3 separate regions of the Danio rerio genome follow, and all the other regions are linked to region 1. The links are chromatin contacts, called in public Hi-C and Micro-C maps. All regions are on one chromosome and are shown on one strand. The core of a region is the stretch at or near the end of the contact, and the rest is flanking DNA. Distances in the headings are between cores, read along the strand shown.

Region 1 (4,721 bases), core at 430-2,929:
TCGGCCAATGAAATTAGTCAGCAATTGGCTATTGTCTGAGCTGGTGTATTTGCATTAAGCGATCTGAACGCCACTGAAGCGGCACTGACGAATCCACAATGCTGTTCGGCAACACCTGACGCCACCCATTCAAAGTGATTGGGAATAATGGGAAGATCCCGACTGCTGCCAGAAAAGGCAAACATGTTGATTTTTATCCAGAGGATTTGTTAAAAACAGAGCAATTTTTCTTTAAACCATTGTACATTATTTTACAGAAAAAAAATATTTGTTTTACTATTATTGGTTTCATTTTATTTTACATTAAAAACGTGATAATAAAATGAAGTGTTGTTAATTATGTTTAATTTGATGTTTGTTTTCATAAAAAAAAACACTACAAAAAGTACCAGTAGAAGAACCGTTAAAGTACCAACCCGATAAGTGGTATCGATGAAAGTAGTAATGTCTTTAAAACCTTTACGATACCCATCCCTAGTATTAAGGAACCACAATGTGTTTAGATGTTATCCTTAAGAGCTGTCAACTTAAGTTTAGCCTCAGCTAACTAGGTCAAGCTAACATAAACACACTACAATCTAACATAAAATAAAATCTAACATAAACGCACTACAATCTGATCCACCACACATTTTAATACCATCAAAGAAACACGATACGTTTGACCATTATCATTAAGAGCTGTCAACTAAAGTTCAGAAAACTAGGTCACGCTAGCAAAACTAGCTAACCCCAGCTCTCCAAAGAATCTCTTTAATTCTCCAGAAATACCATAAAAACACTAGACACTAGAAAGTAAGCATAAATACACTTTTATGAAACACAGTACAACCTTACGGAGATGAAGACTACACACAAGCACGTTAAAATTCGCATAATTCGGCCTGTAGTCAATCAGTTAGCCGCTAATGCTAACAGCACAATATAAACAAACTAGGAAACCCGCTGGTAACTCCTAATAAACAATACATTTATATAACGTTACAATCAAAGAAACAAAATACGATTAAACGTTATCTTTAATAGCTGTCAACTAACTAAAGTTCAGACTTAACAAACTGGGTCACGCTAGCAAAACTTAGCTCACCAAAAAGCACCCTAAATCTCTAAAAATACCACAAAAACACAAGACAGTCAGAATGCAAGCATAAAAACACTCCATAAAACCTCACAAGTACTAAAACTACACACACGAACGCTTAATTTTGTATAAATAGGCCTCTCGTACTGTCAGATCAGTTAGCCGCTAATGCTAACAGCCCCATATAAACAAACTTCGAAACTCTCGGAAAACCCCTGGTAAACAGGCTCATTGTCTACCTGTATGACCTCGTTGACATCCCTGATGCACTCCACCATGTGCTGGAGGATCTGCTCGGTGGTCAACACCTCGAAGCGGTAGTCCTCATCCTCCTGTCCGGGCCCTGGGCCGCCGCCGCCGCCGGTATCCGCGCAGTCGTCGGGCTCTCCTCCGGCCACCGCGGGGTCCAGCAGCTCCACCTCGCCCAGCTCCAGCGAGTCATCCACGGCCTCCTCTTCTCCGCTGTCCACGCTGCACTCCTCCTCCTCTTCTTCCTCCTCCTCTTCATCATCAAACTCATAATTGTAGCCCTCGTCCGAGTCCATGGCGGGGCGAATGATATAAAGTGTCAGGGAGTGAGTGAGTCTGTGTGTTGTGGTGTGTTTGACCTGCGCTTTACTGACTGAGCGGATCCTTATTAGAGACGCGCCGCGTCACTGCTGCGTCACTCACTCACTACAGAATATCCATGCTTCATAATAAGACAAAGCTATGGATGCTTCCTCATAGTTGTTTTCTAACAAATAAAGTAAAAGAGATTTCTCATAAAAATATTCATAAATTCAATCCGGCTAGTCATTATGTGCAAAAAATAAAATCTCCTCCGACTGTTCCTTTTGTGATGATTGTTTTGAAACTGTTGTTCATCTTTTTTGGTACTGTCCATTTACAAAAATATTTTGAAAAAATGTCTTGAATTTTATTCGAATCAAATTTAGAATGAATGTACTTTGTATTGGAAAGATGTAGCCTAGTATTGGGCTTTACTGATTATGAACAACCTAAAAGTAAACAGTTGTATGTGGTGAACTTAATTTAGCTTCAAGCTAAATTTCACACTCATAAGTCAAAATTCTCTAACTCCAGACCAATGTTTGTGGTTTTTATGAACGAATTGAAACAATACCTTTACTGATTCAATTGTCTCATAACAAAAAGGCTCTAAAAACTTCAACTGTCTGGGGTTCTTTCCATGTTTAATGAGTAAATTTAGCCTTTTCAATATGTATTTTTTATATACCCCCTGTGTTTAACTGTTTCTTCTTTTTTTGTTTGTTTTTTGCAGTTTTTCTTCATTGTTAAAGGTGATTGTTCTGCCTGGTGATGCATATAAATTGTATACACTGTTTATAGGCTTAAAAAAAACTACACTGTAAAAAATTTGACCTTAAATTCACAGTAAATTACTGGCTAATAATTGCATTACTTTCACAGTAAATTACTGTATGTAAATTCACAGTAAATTATTGTGAGGTAGTTCACAGTAATTTACTGTGGTTTTGTCACATTAAATTATTGTGAAATTACAACCATATATTGTAACTTTACAGTAGATAATAAAGTCCGTTAGTGTGATTTCACAGTATTATCTTGTAGAATTAACTGTATTTTACTGTGAATTTGAAAAACGATTACTGTGATTTAGCAGTAGGTTGCAGTTTAAATACCTGATTTAACTGTAAAGTTACAGTTATATCCCGGATTACTGTAATTTTACAGTTTGGTGCTGTAAAATTTCAAAGCAAATTTAGGTCACACAAAAATGAAAATTATATATTGATTTACTCACCCTCAGGTTGTTCCAGCTCTGTTAAAAATGATTTTTTTTTTGTTAAACACAGGAATAAAAATATCAAATATTCCCCTTTGTGTCTAAACAACCTGAAAATGCGTAAATGATGACAGAATCTTCATTTTTGGGTGATCTGAGAAGACTCTAAAATCAAAATAAAAACAAACACACATACATTTTTACAGATTTATTTAACAGCTTAATGACATCTGTGTCAACATTTCAGAAAACTTTCAAAAGGTGAAGGTGAAGCCTCAAAAAATCCTAAGAACATATTAACAAAAAAATCTGACATCATATGTAGCATACATATAAAAAGCAGTGCTTCAGAGTGCGCGCTCTCTCTCTCTCATATATATATCATATATATATATATATATATATATATAAATATATATATATATATAAATATTTATATATATATATATATATATATATATATATATATATATATATATATATATATATATATATATATATATATATATATATATATATATATATATATATCATGAATCATTTTCCTGATAATTTTACACACTTGCTGGTTGATGTGTCTTCTCTGCTTCTTTGACTTGGTCTGTCTTCCATCTCCAAACTGGTGCCCAAAAAGCACCTATAAGCAAAAGGGCAGACAAACAGTTAGCTTCATACAACACTTCTGGGACACTACTGCTGCACTACAGAGCAAAATTACTATTAGCTCAGTTTGAACATGCTGACAATACTGTAGCTCAGTCAAACTGCAATCATTTAAACAAAAACATCTGAAAAGCATTTCCATCACAAACACACATTCAAGAACAATCTAACAACAAATAGTGGTTTTAATGACCTAGGCAGAGCATTTTAAAACAGTTGATTTGATTTACACCTTCTGTTTACAGACTATAATCTAATGCTGGGTTCACACTTACTGCAAAGTGAACACGTACATCACAGCACTTGTTCTTGAATACTAGCAGGATGTTTTTTGCATCAAGCTAATTTTTCATGATTTAAATATTAGGAAAATTTTGCAAAAAACTTGATTGAAGTGATACACCACTTGTGTTGTATTCATTTCAATCAAGTTTTTTTTTGTAAAAATTCCAAATATTTTTCCACGTTTTTTGAGTTTCACTTAATTTGTGCTTCCCAGTAAAAATTTCCCACTATTTATGCATTTGCAATGACTAGCATGTAATCCACTCACCTGAATAGGTCACTTCACATATGGTATAAGAGCCCCATCCTTTTAAAGACAGCTTTCCCTCTGGTCTCCAGCACAGACAGACAAATTGAGTCTGCAACACACCCCTTTATTACAAGGGGACAAGGGGAGTCATGACTTGTGCTCCTATACATTCCTTGTTTAACCCCCCGAAAACAAGCCCTCAGTTACAATATTTATTGTAGACATTACCTTAAATTCCAGAGTGCAAAAGGCATCTTCAGCATACTTCAGTTTCAGACCAGATCCAAAGTCAGTCGTTAAATTCAGGTGAGGTCTCATGACCACTCGACCCTCCAAGGAATAAGACTGTTTGTTTGATGTTGTACTGCTGGGGAAAGAAAGACTAAATTAGAGATGTTTGTGAATAATTACATTTGTTTGTAGAAACAAAGTTGACATTCCATACTCTGCCTATTAAAAACCAAGCAAACAAACACACATGCCCAGTAAAATTGCTAATAAAAATAAAAACTATAGTTGAAAAAAAATCTGTCTAATATTTACTACTACTGGAGGTACTGGTGGAACTTCTGGAAGAAGAAAAAGAGTTTGTACAAGAAACTGCTCACAACAAATCTGTGAAAAACCTGACATTTAAAAATCTAATAAAAACGAGGAAGGTTCAACATTAC
Region 2 (4,641 bases), core at 612-3,111, 130 kb after region 1:
TTTTTTCAACTCATTATAGTACTGTAATATTCACTTGTTTTATTTAATTTTTCACCATTTTAACATTATTTTAGCATATTTTTTTAAATCAAAGTATTAATAATTATTTTATTTAACTTAAAACGTTTAAAGCATTATTGTTTTATTATCATAGTAAATATCAGATTATTAAATCAAATGTTTATTCGTTTGTTTATCTGATGTGTAATGTGGGCTTTTAATTTAATGATTAAATATTTGATTATTTATTTTAGCCCCCCCCCCTCCCCTTTATTAATTATGTTTAGTTATATTATTTATTAAAATTTTCCATGCTATTCATCCAAACATTATCAAAGACACCTGAACACTCCTTTGCAAAACCCTGAGGATCCTCATCCCAGAGCTTGAAAACCAATATACTACTAATCCAACGTTCCTCCAGTAACGTGGAGGTACCATTGTATGAGTGTGAAAACAAGGAAATACCCTGATATAACATACAGAAATACCATAGTACTAGCATTCAAGGAGACCATGACAGGACAAGAGTATTTGTACTATAAAACATATTATACTTGCATGACTTCAATGCTGTCAGTGATGTTCAGTAGTATTTTCTGTTCTACCCCAATGGTACGAACTAATTACCATATTCAGAGAGACATTCTTAGGAACTCAGTGCACTTTACTGAAAATCACTGTGGTAAATCTCTGCACCAGGGTATTTGTACTATAAAACAATGGTATTTCAGTACTGTCAGTAGTAACTGTTTAACGTATTTTCTGTTATATCCCATGGTACAGAATGATTACCATGTTCACAGACAGTGACATTAGGGCATTATTAAGCACTTTCATTCGTAACGTAACAGTATTTTGTGTGAATGAACTGGTTAGTCCTCAAAAATAATGCATTAAGTGCATAAATCAAACAAACAATAGAATAGTACAGAATGTACTCCAAGTTATCGCAATAATAAACACAAAACCAACCCTATTTTTCGGTCAGCATGATAACATAACTGTGTCAACTAACGCTAACGCGGTTTTGAGGCGGAAACTGCGGTTACCATGGTAAAATGTCATTCGGGTCGCCCGTACAGACTCACCTGTAGTATGAGCGCGTCTTCCCGAGACCTTCTTCTGCATGGACTCTCTGATATCTCCCATCCTCCGCAAATACACACACGAGGAACCGCAAAAACCGACCCAGATCACGGTTCCGACCCAGCCACAGGTCTCAGAACAGCAGCAACAGTCCCGCTAATGCGGCGTCCCGTTTGCTTTGACACACGCACATGAATGAGCGGGGACGTGTTTTATTCGGGCTGCTCCGGTGCTCCAGAAATGGGTTTTTTATTCGGCACTGATCAGCTTCAGTTTCATTGACGATCCGCCGTAACGTCACCGATATTTTTTACGCCTTTCCAAGCGCGCGTCGCGTCAGCAGCCGCTCCATATCCCATTTAAACCGCAAAGAACCGTTGACGTACACCTGAATATATCATTTATTCCTTATGTCCGGTCGTGACATTCCCTCTTTGCGTGGTAAAATCTTACGACGAGTACAAATCCCGCACTGTCCGCCGCAGCAGCAGGTCCTAGTCAGATTGATTGCTGTATATCTTTCCCTACGATCGTTTTTCCATATGAGAAACGTCGTTGCGATTCTCCATTCCAGTTGCGCGGGTTGAACGCGCATTTCGATTCGCGCCTGCGCTCCTGGCGTATCTCACGTCATCCATTGGTTGCCGTTAGAGGCGCTGCGCTACTAACGTACGACGCTGCAATTTTCCGCTGCTTAGGAACCACTGGCTCTCACTGCTGGGACGAGCTTAGTGAATACAGAGGAGACTCCGAAACACAGAGTGCTGGGCGTGGAGCGACGTCATTTCCTGAATTTCTTAAGTCTTTGTAATGAGCAGGGTGTGTCAATTTGAGCAGACCTAATCAATTAATCAATAAAGACATTTAGAATTTATTATATTTGGTAAGATAGATAGATAGGTATGGACAACTAGATAGATGGATGGATGGATGGATGGATGGATGGATGGATGGATGGATGGATGGATAGATAGATAGATAGATAGATAGATAGATAGATAGATAGATAGATAGAAGATAGATAGATAGATAGATAGATAGATAGATAGATAGATAGATAGATAGATAGATAGAAGATAGATAGATAGATAGATAGACAGACAGACAGACAGACAGACAGACAGACAGACAGACAGACAGATAGATAGATAGATAGATAGATAGATAGATAGATAGATAGATAGATAGATAGATAGATAGATAGATAGATAGATAGATAGATAGATAGATAGGTGGATAGATAGATAGACAACTAGATAGACAGACAAACAAACAGACAGACTGGGATGGATGGATGGAATTAGAAAGTGGTGGGTGGGTGGATGGATGGATGGATGGATGGATGGATGGATGGATGGATGGATGGATAGACAGACAGACAGACAGACAGACAGACAGACAGACAGACAGACAGACAGACAGACAGACAGACAGACAGACAGATAGATAGATAGATAGATAGATAGATAGATAGATAGATAGATAGATAGATAGATAGATAGATAGATAGATAGATAGATAGATAGATAGATAGATTAGACAGACAGACAGACAGACAGATAGATTAGACAGACAGACAGACAGACAGACAGACAGATAGACAGATAGATAGATAGATAGATAGATAGATAGATAGATAGATAGATAGATAGATAGATAGATAGATAGATAGATAGATAGATAGATAGATAGATAGATAGGTGGATGGATGGACGGACGGACGGACGGACGGACGGTCAGGTAGGTAGGTAGGTAGGTAGATAGACAGACAGACAGACAGACAGATAGATAGATAGATAGATGGATAGATAGATAGACAGACAGACAGACAGACAGACAGACAGACAGACAGACAGATAGATAGACAACTAGATAGACAGACAAACAGACAGACTGGGATGGATGGATGGAATTAAAAAGTGGTGGGTGGATGGATGGATAGATGGATAGATAGATAGATAGATAGATAGATAGATAGATAGATAGATAGATAGATAGATAGATAGATAGATAGATAGATAGATAGATAGATAGATAGATAGATAGATAGATAGATAGATAGATAGATAGATAGATAGATAGATACTACAGACAGACAAACAGACAGTAGTAGATGGATGGATGGATGGACGTACAGACAATCAGACAGACAGGGAACAAATAGATTAATCAATATGCATTTTATAATATTTAATATAGCTGCATGATATATAAATGCACTGAATAAGAGCATGATCTGATTCTTCAGTGATATTTGGTTCACGTGTGCAGGAATTTGACGTAACGCATCTTGATTTGCATTACAATGCCTCTAATCTTGTGGCGTATTTCTGGTCAGGTAAAACCTGTTCTTGCACCTAAAAAAATCCACACTCTTCATTTAAATAAAAAAGGAATGCTCTCGCCGCAGGATGATAACTGTTTGCTGTCACTTCAGACTGCAGCACTCATATGACGTTGCTAATAAAGGATGACATAAAACATCAGTTTGAGGAGAACGAAAGCACATACACACACACCCCAGCTTCACCGCATCCCCCTGTTCTCTCAGATGGAGTGGTACATCCCAGCGCCTCTCCTCCTCCTCCTCCTCTTGCTGCTGCTGCTGTGTCCTCCATCACTCCATTTCCTTCATTCTGCTCTCCTTGAGGACGGATTCAGGCCTTCCTGCAGAGCAAATCCCTCGCTTTCTCATCCTCCGTCTCTGAAAAGAGGAAAGGGTGAGCAAAGTCTGCAAGACTTCATAAAGAAGGTACGTTCCCTCCATCTTGATCTTTCTAAAATTACATATCTCAATCAATATAGGCAGAGAACGTGTTACGTTGATGCGGCCTGTACAGCCATTATAACTGCATCACCACATCCGTCAGATGCCCTAAAACCCATTTCTAGCACCCATTTTGATCTGTTCCTCATGGTTTAGTCTGGTATTTATTTTTAATGCACAGTGTTCCCCTCCCTAAACTGGTCCTGCATGACTCATGCAGCTTCACAGGGTTATTTCGGCATGCTGCGGATGAGCTACTGCATGTCATTCTGATGTTAAATGCCTCGGAAACGTTGTTGTTTGTGTTTATTGGGTGCGGATGTTTACGCATATAAAGCTGCATGACTGACATTAAGAGTTACTTGTCACTTTTTATCCTAATAAAAAAAGATCTCTAACACACAAACACACACACACAAACACACACAAAAAGCTGCACATGCTTTTTAGGGAAGGAGCGACTAATGGATTCTGCCCTTTGGCTGTCGGATACAAGCAAGTCAGTAGGCCACTGCATATAATGTCATTGCTATGAAGGTCAAAGGTTCAAATCTATAATAGGGCATAATTCTGTATTTTTTAAATCAATTATTATTACATTAATTAAAATAGAAATTAAAAATAAATCAAAACTATGTTTATATATATATGCTTCATGGTAGAAACCGCTGTTATCTTCCTTTAACCCAAAACAAAAATCTTCTCCATAGTTCAATTATTCTTTATATTCCTTCATTTCTTTTAGGCTTAGTCCCTTTATTAATCAGGGGTCGCCACAGCGGAAT
Region 3 (5,138 bases), core at 2,538-5,037, 150 kb after region 1:
AGAACAGGGAATCACGCTGGTATGGGAGCATATGAGACAACAGAAAAACAACAAGTAGGCGGGACAAAAGAAAGAGTACAATCTGCAATAATAAATAAATAAACTTCAGTCGTAACAAAGGTCAATGGGACAAAAACAACCCCGAACATAACTAAAGTGTAGTCGGGTTGAGTGTTTTTTTTTTTCTTTTTCTTTTTTTAAACGTTCAAAGTATTTCCTTGAAATATGTGTCAAAATAAGATGTCACCAAATATTATTCTATTTGCTGAAACAGAGGAAGCTGTGGCCAAGGCTCAAAATCACCCCAAAGTGGATGAAAACACCCCCAATATGGGGTTTTTGTGCATTCCCTCTGTTCATCAGGGGCCTGTTTCAGAAAGCAGGTTAAGTGAAAACTCAGAGTAGTTTAACCCTGAAATGAGACAAACTCTGGGTTTTCTGTTTCAAAATGGCAGGTTTGTTAAACTCGAGAAAGCAGGGTAAGTCAAGCCTGTTTCTAAAAGAGAGTTAACTTTAACTCAGAGTCAGTTACCGTGGTAACTTACTCTGTGAATCTAACCTGGTCCGGAGCAGGTTTTATTCTCTAAACTCTGAGTTTCTGTCGGTCTCCTCCCCTTTTTTAAAGATGAAGCGGCATTTCTCGCATTAGTCTTACATTTCCACACACCTATTTTAGAGCTCATTTTGGAGATGTGCATAAAAACGATTGATGGAAACGTCATGATTCACATAACTTTTGAAAATACGCATAATATAACAAGTGCATAACTGAGTGGGTTAAACTTTTATTTGATAAGATGCACATAAACTACGAAGTGCACTTAAATTACAGTATGTACATTAAAAAATGGTTTGTTAGAGATGATGATAAAAATGTGTGTGAAAAAACAAACCAGCAGACTGAGCACACTGCAGAACATCTTAAATGGTGTTTTAGTCAATCTAAAATGCATTTACTGTTTCAGTATTAGTTTATATTATTAATTACCTCCGAGCGTCTGGAGCGTGTCAAGATCTCCGCGTCTGGCTTCAAACGCCCCCACGTGTTCATTGTGTGTCAATTGTCTTCTGAGGCTCAGGTACATTAATTAAATAAAAAATCATTGATGCAGCTTCTTCTACCGCAGTGATTCTGTTTTTACTGTTGATATTTGGCGCAAGTTAATCAGGAAGTGACGATTGTGTTCTCTTCGACTCTTTGGATAAAAACGCTGCTTTATTTTTAGGCGTTATTCCAGTTTTGCACAAATTTATGTAATAGCCTATATTTTGATGAAAACACAGCTATTGCCTACATTTTTGCACACACAGAACAAAGTCACGTACGAGGCTTGTCCTTTTTTTCATAAATAATTAGCTTAACCTTTGACAGGCACTGTTACTAGATTAATGGGATTATTATTCTGTTTAAATTATTTTATTACTGCTTACCTTCTTAATGTTATATCAACCTCTATCACTTGATCAATAAAAAGGCAGACATATAACAAGTGCGCTGTTAAATCTATTAAAACTGATAAAAGTGTATAAAAGTTTAGAAAAAAGTATAAACGTCACACATTACATTACTTATTTTATTATACTTAAAATGTTTAAATACTTAAAATTAAGAATTACTCATTAACTTGAGCAGCTGTTTTCCCACGCTGTTTCTGTTTCACTGATGGTTGCTTCATTTTAAATATATACACTCATATTTGCTATAACTTTGCATGAGCACATCAAGTTCAGCTGGAGAAAGAAATGCTGATCTCTTTTTTTAAGATGTTGCCATGGTCACTCGTAATATCTGCGCTCCATTGATAATGTCTCACGGTGCGCGCGCTTTACTCTGAGTTGGTCTACTCAAAGTTGATTGACCCAACTCAGATCAGCTGTTCTGAAACCGAAAACTCAGAGTTTTTAATCTCTCGGTAAATCAACTCAGAGTTCAAGTTTAAACTCCGAGTTGTTTGAACCTCCTTACTGAAACAGGCCCCAGTTTGAACGCTGAAAAATTTATTGGAAAACGTTGATTAATAAGAGAGAGTAAAAAGCGTCCTGGTGTGTGCAAGCCTTTACTCTTCATGTGATGGCATTAGCATTGCTCTAAATCTTACTTTTTTTGTTCACAGTGACGCTCTTGATGCTCTGGGTTTGAAGAGATACTGCTGCCGCCGAATGCTTCTGTCCCATGTGGATCTAATTGAGAAGTTGTTGAATTATGCTCCGCTGGAGAAATGAGGAGCGTCCTCGCCATTTGAAGATGAAAATCCCGCTCAGCCTCTCCTCATATTTTCAAAGACTTGATCCTGTTCAAAGATACAGACATGAGTTCTGACATGGATATTAGACCAAATCTGAAGAAACACACTTGTGATGTTGAATTTTTGTTTATTAGGGTTTTGTTAAATAAAGATTGAAATGTATCTTCTGCTTGTTTTTTTTTCACCTGTCAAATGTCTCATAAACAGAGAATAACTCTTTGTCTGAATGAGTGATTCATTGAAGTTCAAAACAACTGAATCATTTAGAAACACTGACTCTCTTTGTTCAAAGAGCACATTTTTAATTGAATTATAAACATTAGATGTAAAACTAACCAAACAACTACCTAAGATATAACAACACACACAGAAGTTTAAACCTAAAGCGTACTATTAAAGCTTATGAATTATGAACATTCATAAAAATGAATAAACAACAGATAATTACTGTGCTATTATTATAAAGCTATTGTATTATAATAATCATTTAAAGCAAAAATGGATCTATTAAATACCGAAGTGTGGTTGATAACACATTTGAACAATAAATCCATATTTATTTTGTACTTGAGAGATGTCAACAAGTAAACGAGTGATTCATTAAGTCGGTCGTTCAGATAGTTTGTTCAATACTACTGAATCATTTAGAAACACTTTATTTAAAAAGCACATTTTTAATTGAAACAAAGTTAAAATTAACCAAACAGCTACCTAAAATATGTTTGTTAAAGCCCTAGACTAGTCTCACACACATACACAAAATAAGTTTAAACCTAATTAGTAATAATACTAAAGCTTAAAAAATACATTCATAATAACAAGTAATTACTGTTCTATAATTATTAATCTATAGTGCTATAATTACAATTTAAAGCAAAATGGATCAGTTAAACATCATATTGTAGTTATAATGACATATTTGAACATTAAATTCATATTTATTTTGTACTTAAGTAATGTCAACAAGTAAACGTTACTTACAGAAACAGACCAAAGCAGAAACTAATTAAATCAGTAATAAAACAGATGAAATTTCTATATAATTTTGATGAAACAAATTTCACCCCATTAATATTTTTGTAACCAGTGTCATTTCTATTTGGAATACATTTCATTTAAGTTACATTACATATACATTAATACAATTTAAACTGTAAGGAATTAATGCATTACTTTTAGGCTTTGGAATATAATTTTAGTTATTAAGATATTAAACAGATTTTGAGCTTAATTTTGTTTTAGCAAACGCGAAATAAATGGAAATTCGACGGATAATCAGTAACTGTTGCTTTAAAAATTAATGAGTGTGCTTCCGTTTTATAAGTGCTCACAGAAATACATTCCCACGGAAACAAATGTCGACGTTTAGTCATTTCATCTTTGTTAAACTTACACGTGCCAGTCTGGAAGAAAAAAAAACATCAAAGGTTAAAACACACGACATTAAAATATATTTAAAGCAACATTCAAATAACCTTCAAATAAGAAGATGATATTGACCTTACCAACATGGCTGCGCTTCCGGCTCTCGTTGCGAAACAGTTGCATAAACTCTCCTTCAAAATGAAAAGGCAATAGACAGGGAAACACCTGATTATTAAAGCCTTAAAGCAGGGAAGAAACGACACGATAACATGTTTTCAGCAAATATCGCTAGAAAGGTAACGTTATGTTTTTGTGCTTTGTGTTCATTTTGTGGCGACAGAATTTTAAAGATGTTATTTGACCTCACGTGTCTGAATATAGAGAGATCATCGTCATTCTGCATAAGGGTATTACCTTTAAAGCTATTTAAAGCAACTATTAAAATGTATAAAACATATATACATTTAAATATATTAAAATGGAAATTATAAACCTAAAACTACAGGTTGTATTAATGGTGTATCAGATCAACATCAGATTAAAATTTTTGTTGTCTCCTCTTCTTATAAGGTTTTATTGTAAAAATAATGTTGTTTTATATATATATATACACGCTTTTGTAATAGCTTGTGACAAAACACTATGAAAGTGGCAAACTCCTTCCCCCTCCTCAAGTTACTGCATTCATAATTGTCAAAAACATTGTTAATAATCAAAATGTTTTATACATAACATTTAAAACAAGAACTGAAAATATAAAGTAACATTTGTAAACATGTTAAGTTGTTTACATAGTGAATTATAGAATTAAATAAAAATGCATTCACTTTATTGTAAATTACATGAATAGGAAATTATATGAATAGTAAATTATATGAATAGGTAAAATCTGATTAAAAAACAGAAACAGATTAAAATAAGCTAAATAAAAAAATATGAAATTATAATAATAGTATTAAAAAGCTTATACACCACTTAAATTAAATGCGTTGCAGCAAATACATAAGTTTATGATTTCCAAAAATAATATCCATGTTTACGTAAGTATTAACAAGTGAAAATAATTTTTTCCTATATTTTGATTCAGTATTATTTAAAATATATAAGGATTTTGTATATAAGGGATTGGGTTTTATGATAAAACACAATTATTATGCCATCATTAATTCATTTTTTTTCCCGGCTTAGTCCCTTTATTAATCTGGGGTCGCCACAGCGGAATGAACCACCTACTTATCCAGCATATGTTTCAGGCAGAGGATGCCCTTCTAGCTGCAACCCATCACTGTAAAACATCCATACACACACACACACTACAGACAATTTAGCTTACCCAATTAACCTATAGTGCATGTCTTTGGACTTGTGAGGGAAACCGGAGCACCCAGAGGAAACCCACGCCAATACGGGGAGAACATGCAAACTCCACACAGAAACACCAACTGATCTAGCTGAGGCTCGAACCAGCAATCTTCTTGCTGTGAGGTGATCGTGCTTCCCACTGCGCAACCGTGCTGCCCTAACTAT

Evidence for each region. Hi-C and Micro-C count contacts between places; a contact is called where the count stands out from the background.
Region 2: a contact with region 1 is called in a Hi-C map of an unstated tissue, with 2.5 times the contacts expected there. The contact joins the promoter of dagla here to the promoter of arih1l in region 1. A contact is called at or near these places in 2 of 18 Hi-C or Micro-C datasets (hematopoietic stem cells and an unstated tissue).
Region 3: a contact with region 1 is called in a Micro-C map of caudal fin, with 9 times the contacts expected there. The contact joins the promoter of sdhaf2 here to the promoter of arih1l in region 1. A contact is called at or near these places in 2 of 18 Hi-C or Micro-C datasets (caudal fin and hematopoietic stem cells).

The regions. Positions count from the first base shown.
Region 1 is chr7:13,481,549-13,486,269 of GRCz12tu, reverse strand. arih1l (ariadne homolog, ubiquitin-conjugating enzyme E2 binding protein, 1 like) reads right to left here and starts at 1,679. Exons shown (of 14, transcript NM_212923.1): 1 at 1,321-1,679. The coding sequence starts at 1,626. LOC141375315 (a long non-coding RNA gene) reads right to left here. Exons shown (of 4, transcript XR_012383169.1): 4 at 4,692-4,721.
Region 2 is chr7:13,352,935-13,357,575 of GRCz12tu, reverse strand. It overlaps dagla (diacylglycerol lipase, alpha), which reads right to left and starts at 1,861. Exons shown (of 20, transcript XM_021477715.3): 1 at 1,092-1,861. The region is part of intron 11 of slc25a22b (solute carrier family 25 member 22b); the gene reads right to left. It overlaps si:ch73-119p20.1 (a long non-coding RNA gene), which reads left to right. Exons shown (of 3, transcript XR_223840.6): 2 at 3,641-3,841.
Region 3 is chr7:13,334,095-13,339,232 of GRCz12tu, reverse strand. It overlaps sdhaf2 (succinate dehydrogenase complex assembly factor 2), which reads left to right and starts at 3,787. Exons shown (of 4, transcript NM_001082864.1): 1 at 3,787-3,907. The coding sequence starts at 3,881. The region is part of intron 11 of slc25a22b (solute carrier family 25 member 22b); the gene reads right to left. polr2l (RNA polymerase II, I and III subunit L) reads left to right here. Exons shown (of 3, transcript NM_001159825.3): 3 at 2,115-2,461. The coding sequence ends at 2,223.